Linked DNA regions of Anas platyrhynchos: region 1 is linked to region 2. The links are chromatin contacts, called in public Hi-C maps. All regions are on one chromosome and are shown on one strand. The core of a region is the stretch at or near the end of the contact, and the rest is flanking DNA. Distances in the headings are between cores, read along the strand shown. Region 1 overlaps SLC45A4 (solute carrier family 45 member 4). Region 2 overlaps LOC101793942 (a long non-coding RNA gene).

Region 1 (4,322 bases), core at 1,277-3,776, 230 kb after region 2:
GTAAACAATTTTAATGTTTTGCTGCGGCCTTTCTGACCTCCAGCACCTCTGCATCAGGCACCGTCAGTGCTCAGTTTCTTGAGTGTTTTCGTGAGGACTTTGTGGTCGGTGAGCTGCGCGTGGGTAGGAATAGCCACAGGGAGGCAGAGAAGCTCCAAGCGATGCGCTCAGCAAGGCGTAGTAAGGATTTTGCACTGCTGGGTTATCGCAAGAGCCCAGTCAGGTCTGAACCGCTTGCGGCTGGCAATTTGAGATTCCAGAAGCAATAATTTCTTAGGAATGTTTCCCTTCCTGCTGGTTAGACGACGGTCATAGAGATTTATTACCTACATAGCCTTTTCGGAACACGACTCCGGTCGTTTCAGAGCACTGGCAGTAAGCAGGCACCGAAAGCTGCGGGTTGTTCATCATCGGGAGGGAGGAAGCCAGTAAATCCAGCAGAGGTTAGCGCTCCCTGAAACACGCGCTGTCCTTTTCCCCTCGCCTTGGGAGCCCAAGGCGACTGTACTCAGCAAGGTTTTCAACTGAGTTCTTCCAGCTTTTCCCTCGTCCTAGCCCGCTGCGCGACGAGCTCGGCTACACGTATAGACCTTATTTAAATCACTAAGTAAACTCCTGCATGATACTCCAAGCACATGTAGCAGCTTCGGCATCTGAAGTATCTATTGTGAAAGAGAAGTCGGTTTTCTTTGCAGCTGTTTTGTCCTCGTTTCCTTTTCATAGGCCAAATAAATGTTAATGAACACCAAATGTTGCACAGAAATGTTGTTAATGACTGTGTAGAAGAAATACCAAACTTTATTTTTCTTTGCAGAAACTTTTATGGTTACAGAGAGTTCTCTAGCTGTTATTCTTAAGCGACAAAGCTGAACGTTTGTAAAGCGCGTTGAAAAAGTGGTCATTTTAAAACCAGGGGAGCTACCCAAAGTTTTCTGTTTCTCATGTTGCATCCAGAACAAGAGGCGAGCTGCAGCAGCCTCTTTGGTTTCAGCAGCCTGGCCAGTTAGAAAGGGTGTTTCATAATAACCAAGGGGCTCAGGCTTTCAGCCTCGCACAGGGAAACACGGGCACTCCGACATTGACCGAAATTACAGTAGTTTAGTGGCAAGCATTTACACCCCAAAAAAAAGAGAATGTTTTCAAATTTCTTCTCAAATTCATTTTTCTTCTCAAATTTAAAGGCTTTTGGCACAGTTACGACCTGCTAAAGCTTTACAGAAAAGCCCGGACATGGGTTCATTTTGACATATTCTACCACGTTCTGAAATTGTCTGACATTTCCGAAATTTCGGAGTTGTGGGTGGAGCTCTAGGAGCATTGCCTTGCTCAGCCAGGCATTGCCCACACCTATTCAATCCTCAGCGATAGCCAAATTGTAGTAAACAGCCCCAAAACCAGGAAGACTTCTCTCTTACCACATTGGCACTTCCCGATGATGATTTTCTTTCGGATGTAACATGAACACTAAGCCCTTTTGGTAGCCAAATGACCAGCTTCTTTAAAATGCCTCATATTAATACAAAGCTGCATATAGGCATCTCATAGCGGAAAAAAAAATAAAAATAAAAAGAGAATATTTAGTTCCTTTGTGAACTGGCCATATGACAACTACTTTTTTATCAACTTATTAAGTTGGGGCACTATAATAGCTCTTGCTGAGTTTAGCAATGTTTATAAGCATGTGTTAAACACATAATGTTAAGTTTTATGAGGAAAAAGGGATAAAGAAAAGTAATGTCACAGATGAATGTTTGAGTGCATAGACGGCATAATGTATGTATGTTTTTTATTTCTACACTGTTGAGCTTATTTTCTGTTTTAAGGTCAAAAAAAAAAAGATTTGTTGCATGAGAACTGTTTTATTGTGTTCTGCACTTTCTGTTCTTTTTGTATAATCTCGATTTATTTTTTTTCATTTACGCGTAGAAAACAACAACAACAAAAAATCAATTTAGAGCTATTCTACTTCACGAGCCGTTGTGTTCCGATCTGTTGTTCTGAAGTTCGATCTTAATAAACATTTCAGTAAGAGTTTGGGGCTCGCGTTCCTGTGTTGTTTGTAGGGGTGGGGGTATTTTTGTGATGTTTTGTGATGTTTGAGGGAGGGAATACCCATGGAGGAACAACGTGCTGCAGCCTGGGCAAGGTGCACACCTGTTTTTTTTTGCTGTTTGCTCTCAGAGCTTTGCATTCCCAGGCAGAGGCGAGGGGTGGCAGCCACCTGCGAAGCCAACAAAGGCCAATATTGAGAGCTACAAGAGCAAAGCAGCTCAGGGGACAGCTTCCTCCCTCCTTCACCTGCACAGCTGCCTCTCCTCTGCTTTCATGGGGTGTGAGACCCTGCTGGACCTGGCCCTAAAGGGGCTGCAGCAGGAAAAAGTGGGCCAAATGCTGGGGCTGGGGAAAGGCAGGGACCTGCAGGGACCCCTCCACCCAGCGCTCCCCACCTCATCGGCCCCAGCGCGGCCTCTGACCTGCTCGCAGCCGGAGCTCCCATCGCTGCAGCTCCTGTGGGTTACTTCTAGAAGCAGATGCTGCCATCCCTCGGCTTGAATCATCAACTGCAGGAAGGAACAGACCACAAGTTAGCCCTGAACCGCAGCCGGCTTCCAAAAAAAAACAAGGAATCTTTCCAAGAGGCGGAAGAGGTGAACTGAAAGCTGCACGGCACAGCTGAGCAGCCCCAGCACGGGGCTAAAGAGCCACTGAGTGTGCTCAGACAGGGCCCTGCTGCAGCTCCGCTCCTCAAAGGGGCGTCCTAGAGCTCAGAAGGTCTCCATGTCCTCTCCAGAAGGCAATTAGTTGGTGTTAAACTGAAGGCAGAGAGGAGCCAAAGCCTCTCTGGGCAAGTGAGAGCAAAAATAGCAGCTGGCTGTAACACAGGCTGGCAGGGTGCAGCACCACTTTCGGGTTTATCAATAATTTAAATACTTATAAAAAAAAGTTAAGCAGGAGAAAGAACAAGACATAAAGACAGTCTAGAGTATCAATATAGTGTTTAATATTCTTAAATTGAAAAAAAAACTAAAAAGATAAAATTACATTTGCCATCATATGATGAAACTGTCAGTACATCGAAAGAGTCTGAAGTATGACATGAAGTACATCTACAGTAGTTTACACTTCACTGTTTCAGTTTACACTTGTTAAAAAAGTAGCAGCCCATTTTTTCCTTCTATTTACAATAATTTAAATATTGTCTTCCACTCTACTGACACAAATAAAATTATTCTGCAAAGATTTCTTGTTTTACTTGAAGATGATTTTGTTACCAATGGGGAAAAAAAAAAAAATCAGGAATAGATCAGGGAATGCTGCTTGAAAGAATCCCTTTGACTGCAATCTGATGGTGCCCACTCCAGTAATTAAGGAGTAGTTTGATGACTTTGCAGAACTTAAATAAAATTACATTAAACTAAGCAGGTTCTCCATTAAATAACAGCAGCTCCTCTGCTTACAGAAAGGGTGACTGAAGAGAGGGCTGGCAGAGATTTGTCTGCAAGGCAACTAAAAGGTTGCTTCCAAAAGGAAGTCTGATATACTTTCTTTGAATAAACTACTAATAATAAACTGCTGCATGTATTAAGTGCTTAAAATGAAAAAAAAACAGTTGCATGAAGTGTTACAAGTATCAACTGCATTGGTTTTACAGGAAGAACAGGTTTAAGAAGTAAAACCTTATGGAGACTACCCAAGTATCTTGCTTTACCAGCAGGAAGCTTTCAGTGCCATCAGGGAGAGGCCGCCTGGACCTACCTTTTAAATAACAGCACCATAAATATACGCACAGCGGTAGCAGACGGCCCTCCCACCTAAATCTGCTGGTTCAGAAAGGTACTGGGCATTTACAGTAACTCAATAAATCAAATTAACACATTTGGGTGTTTTGTTTGGGGTTTTGTTGCTTTTTTTTTTTTTTTGGAGAGACTGGGTTCTGTGTTGTTTGTGTTTTTCCCTCCTGTGAACATTTCCAGCTATTACAGGCTGTAAGGCCATTTTTTGTGAGTTTTTAAGGTAATCCATGCATCGCTGAAAAAACATCCCTGTGGAATTACCAAGCTGATCCTCCGCTAGCTTTGGCTCACTCAGTGCAGCCAACACCACGGGGTCCGGCCTCCAGCTCCGATCCTTCACACCAAAATAGGGGAAGTTGAAAGCCCGTGGCCCCGCTATTCACATTTCCATTTCTTTACCCAACGTGCAGGTGCAATTCAAGGTGCAAGGTGAGATTCGCTTCTAGTCTGATTTTCTACAACAACGTAGCTCCAAAAAATAACTCAATAAATACAAAAATAACACTGACGGCTGGTTGAAATAGATGC
Region 2 (4,745 bases), core at 1,033-3,532:
CTCCAGAACCAAAATCCCTTCCCTGATGCTAACCAAACAAGGTGTGCCCATAGCAGGCACGTCATGTAGGGATGAATAATGCTCCTCTCACCCCTCGTGTATGTCAGAATAAAGTTCAGCCATCACCACGGGCTAAGGCACCACACAAGGGAGGCTTAGACCAAGCACGCAATACCTCGAAGCTACGAGGAATGAGGAAATGGAAAGGACTTGTTCCCACCCCAACCGACTCGAGGCACTGCTCCTTTCCCATAAGCCTCCACCAGATTGGCAGGAAAATCTCTTTAGGATTATGGGGATCTGTTCAGGAGCTCAGAGGTTAATTGGAGCAACACCCTCGGGTGCTTACACGCAGAAAGGAGGGGAGAGCTTCTGCCAGTAAGGTCATGGAGCTACTGAGCACATCCCTCTGGAGCATTCGGCATTATTTAATTATTGCTGTACGAATAGCTAATGTGATTTAAAGTATTCAAGGTCTCTCAGGCTTTGCAAGAGAAACAAGTCTCTTTTTTTTTTTAAGGACCTCTCCCAGGGGATGGGTGTAGCAGCGTTTTAGCCCAGCAAGCCCTGTCGCAGCACTGAGCACTCAAAGCCAGATGACTTTAGGGTTTCTGGGCATGATCTGGCCCAGACAGTGGGCAAAGCAGCTCGGGTGCATCTCAGGTGCTTAATGTTGGCATTAAGAGTGCCAGTACCAGCCAGGACAGGGCTTAGCGACCTGAGAGGTCACCTCCAATCCCACCTGAAATTCTGTGCACTGCTCAGCACCAAGGGGTCCCCGTCCTCCCAGAGGCCGCTTGCTGAGTGCATTACACCTGAATTTGAGCAGTGAATTCTGAGCAGGCAGGGTTAGTTCTGGTCTCACAGCTCTCTTCTCATCCTTGATGATGCTACCTAGCACTGCCATCACCCAGCCAGGCTCTGCTGCCCTCTCCTCTACAGCAAGCACCGTCGTGTGCCCGCTCTGCACACTGGTCTTAGCTGCACGTACATCCCCAGGGGCATGTGCATGGTTTCTCCATGTCCTCAGCTCAGAAGAAGCACAGCCCTGGCCAACAGCCCTCTTTCCCTGCCTGCTAAAAGAAACAAGGAAGGTAGAGACATGGCCACGAGCCGGCCTGTGACTCTGCTCCCTGCTGGCTCCCTCCCATCTGCCCTGCCCAAGGCGCTTTTCCCCGTCACGGTCTGGCACATCTATTTCAGCTCTCAAATTCAGACAACTGTCACATATCACGGGGAACAAGAAACAGATTCCCACTGGTGAAGGAGGGTCCTAGGGAAGCATGGCGTCAATGATGTGCCCTTGAGGTTCAGAGGAGGAGGACCCGACTGCTTATTAGTCCCATTTCCCAGCTGGAAATTTCTAGGGATAACCTAGCCAGAGAATTCTAGGGAAAGCTTTCAAAAAAACTTCTAGTAATGCACTGGGAGAAGAAACTCCCCAGCGTTAATGCTGCTCGTTGCACAATAAACCACGTGAACCACTGGACATGGATCCAAAGCATCAGGAAAAATGCAGGAGCGTCTCTACATCCTTCTAAAAAAATCATCTATCTTTCAATGACTGGGAATAGAATAGAAATAGAAATAGAAATAGAAATAGAAATAGAAATAGAAATAGAAATAGAAATAGAAATAGAATAGAATAGAATAGAATAGAATAGAATAGAATAGAATAGAATAGAATAGAATAGAATAGAATAGAATAGAATAGAATAGAATAGAATAGAATAGACCCTTTTCTGGGATAGATTACACAATCTCTCCAAGTCTACCTTTCAGCCCCGTTTCCCCTGATTCTAGGATTTCCTCATTACCTTGTGCTAGATGATTTCTGTCTTTGAAAGGACTCAAATTCACAGATTCATCCTTACTCCATTCCCCTCCTTGCTCCTCTCACAAGGCCTCTTCTCCAGCTTCCCCGGTCAGCGTGAGCTCCCAAGCATCACATCATGACCTCTCAGAATCACAGGGCTGAGCTATTTTGCCCCTTAGCACTTCCATTCATTCAAAGATGCTTTGTCTCAGAGGACAGGAAGGACAGCAAGTTGGAAGCACGAGGTAAGGCCACAATTGCTCCTCCAGAAGTCAAGCACATGCTCGGTGGCCAGCTAGATAATACCTCGCACAGTCCGGCCACAGAGAGCTAGGAAATGAGTCAATAGCACCGTGCTGCACCTTCACACTGGCAGGAAAAAGAGTCAGGGATGAAGGCGAGTCATGAAATCAGAGCAGCATTACTCAGCATGGTCAGCTTGTCACGGCATCGTGTGATCGACCACTTGAGTCACAGGAGAGGAATTCATCTCTGTTAAGTTTATGCACCTAAAGCGCAGTCTTTTATGCCTGGCCACACGACTTCGGTTTCTTTTATAGCCTGTGATTCATCTGACCTCTCTCGGATACTGCTGAGGATTGAATCACGCTCTGGTTCTTCCTATTCCTCTGCATCAGAAATAAAGGGAGCCGACGGTGACTAGTTCATCTCAAGTCAGACATCTCACTTTTAGGTGCCAAACGAAGAGCAAAGGAATCCCACTCTGGGTATTGTCATTTCTCCTTAATTGAAGGGCTTAAAGCTTTCAAAGCAGGAGGACAATGACAGTTGAATTTGTGGTTGGGCTTTTCATGCCAACATTCAGAGACCGTTCCTCCCCTGCCAGCTTGCTCAGCTTAATTCATGGGAATGTCTAGAAACGGGAACCCCTGGAGCCCAACAAAAAGGAGCCCAGCTCTGGCATTTGTGTGAGCAACCCGTCCTTTATTATTTGAGAAATGCCAGCATTGTGCAGCAGCTATAGGCACCAGGGAGCCTACAGAGGCTTCTTTGTCACAAAGACCCACGTGCAAAGCTCCACGTGGAAGGTGCTCTGCTGTTTCTGCAGTATTTCAGGTGTAAAGGCACAATGCACTGCTGGTTTTGGGGGTGTTTGAGGAGTTTATAATATATAAGGAATCTGCCCTAAAATGTCATTTGGGATGGGAGGAATTGGAGAGCCAGGAAAGACAGGGTAATGCTGGTTAATTAAAAGATGTATCACGAGTGTGGTGCAAATCCTCCTGTGCTGCAGAGAGGACAGGAGCTTGGTGGCAGCTGGAGTGATGGGGAGAGCCACGGGAGTGCGTTTTTCCCCCCAAAAGGACCCAAATCCCCTTAGAGAATCCTACAGCACCACAAGCCACGTGGATGGAGGTGAATTATTCCTCAGCCCCTGGAAATTGGATCCCTGGGGAGATGAGGTTTCCCTCTCCGTTAGGAGATAGATCATAGAGGACTAGAAACAAGGATCTCATCATTTCAGCTTCCCACCCCCAGAAGTGTTGCTTGTACAGGAATTTGAGGCACAGCAGAGTGAGGAGGGAAGGAAAAGGCTTGGGCTGTGCCCATGGGCTGCACTCAGACCCCAGGGGGCTGCAGCAGGGCCAGGAGGAGAGCACTGGGGAAGGAAGTCTTACGGCAAGGTCGGACAGCAGCTGTCTCCAGGAATGAATCCAGGAGCAGCATCCTCCTGGGATGGGCCAGGAGGATCTTGCATTGACTGCCTGCCCTTCCTGAGTTCGGGAGGAAATTAATCTCCCACCGTGGGCTTCGGTTTATTTTTACATTGCGAGTTAGCCCAAAGGGAAAAAAAAATCATTAAAAAAAAATAAAAATCTATTCCCTAAAAGGAATAGCAAATTTCACAGCGAACTAAGGAGATTAGTCAAATCCCTGTGACCGTCAGCAGTTTCACTTAGGTCAAAGCCTGGCATAACTCAATCTCTGTGAGCATGGAGAGGAGCAGCTCGGACTGCCTGGCTCTGCAGGCGGAGCAGCCTCTCTGAAAGGGTCCTTCTGCAATATCTGGAGGGAAATGTCCCTTCTGCAGCCCCAAAGAGGAGAGGCAAGCAGTCAGGCTGGCCCAGAGCTCAGACAGTGAAAGGGAGCGTTATCTCTTGCAGATACCACAGGGAGACCTTCCAAGCTGGGAAGCAGGAGGGGAACCGATTTCCCAGGCTAGGAGACATCAAAGACTGTGTGAAACCTTCCGAAAATGCTCACCCTGAATTTCTCATGCCTGGGTGGGCACATGGGATGACTCTCCATAGGGTCAGGGGAATGGAGACAGCGGGAGCTGTCGGGTTCTGATTCGCCTCTTGCTCTGGGGGAGAAAAAGGAGAGAATTTGGTTCCAAAGCTAAAAATAAAGACACCACCCGCAGGTTTGGTTTTGCACAAAAAAATTGGCCTGAGTGAGGTAACCTAGGGCCCTTTCTGGATGAAATCATTCCCATCCCCTGGCCAACATGCCTGTGCTGATGGGCTCAAAGAGCCATCAGCCTTCTAGGCTGTGCATCCAGCTTCATCTCGGGGACCAGCGGGAGCTGTCACGCCACCACCACACCGCACACAGCGAGCGGAGAGGTGTTGGAGAAGGAAACCGACCCTTTTTTTGGGATTGCTCCAGGGAGAAATGGGGCTTTCAGCTCCTACTCCAGGGATTTTAAATATATGTAACCCTCTTGGTGCGACAGTCTCCCTCCCGGTTATATGAGTAGAGATGGTATTGTTTTAAACTGTGTCCTGAAGCCAAATAAGATGGGAAAGCCCATGGTGTCTGCAAAGAGGCTGGAGGCTCTTTGCAATTGTTTCCCTTTCCCTGATAAAGCTGCTGGTGTGGTTTTTTGAAGAAAGTAGAATTTTTTTCGCAATTCTGAGTTCGCCTCACAGGGCAGCTCGTTCTCTCTTTGTGGCTTCTCTGCCAT

What was found. Hi-C and Micro-C count contacts between places; a contact is called where the count stands out from the background.
Region 1: a contact with region 2 is called in a Hi-C map of F1 follicle, with 3 times the contacts expected there. The contact joins two enhancer-like sites. A contact is called at or near these places in 4 of 8 Hi-C or Micro-C datasets (F1 follicle, liver, skeletal muscle and 1 more).

Annotation. Positions count from the first base shown.
Region 1 is chr2:3,934,110-3,938,431 of IASCAAS_PekinDuck_T2T, forward strand. It overlaps SLC45A4 (solute carrier family 45 member 4), which reads left to right. Exons shown (of 8, transcript XM_027452752.3): 8 at 1-2,031. DENND3 (DENN domain containing 3) reads right to left here. Exons shown (of 23, transcript XM_027452749.3): 23 at 2,980-4,322. Among named protein-coding and RNA genes, the nearest start is that of DENND3, 34 kb to the right of the region's middle. Within about 2 kb of position 2,527, at least 4 of the 8 cell types and tissues checked have an H3K27ac peak or open chromatin away from gene starts, as enhancers often do.
Region 2 is chr2:3,706,084-3,710,828 of IASCAAS_PekinDuck_T2T, forward strand. It overlaps LOC101793942 (a long non-coding RNA gene), which reads right to left. Exons shown (of 4, transcript XR_217023.6): 4 at 1,727-4,142. Among named protein-coding and RNA genes, the nearest start is that of PTP4A3, 9.6 kb to the right of the region's middle. Within about 2 kb of position 2,283, at least 2 of the 8 cell types and tissues checked have an H3K27ac peak or open chromatin away from gene starts, as enhancers often do.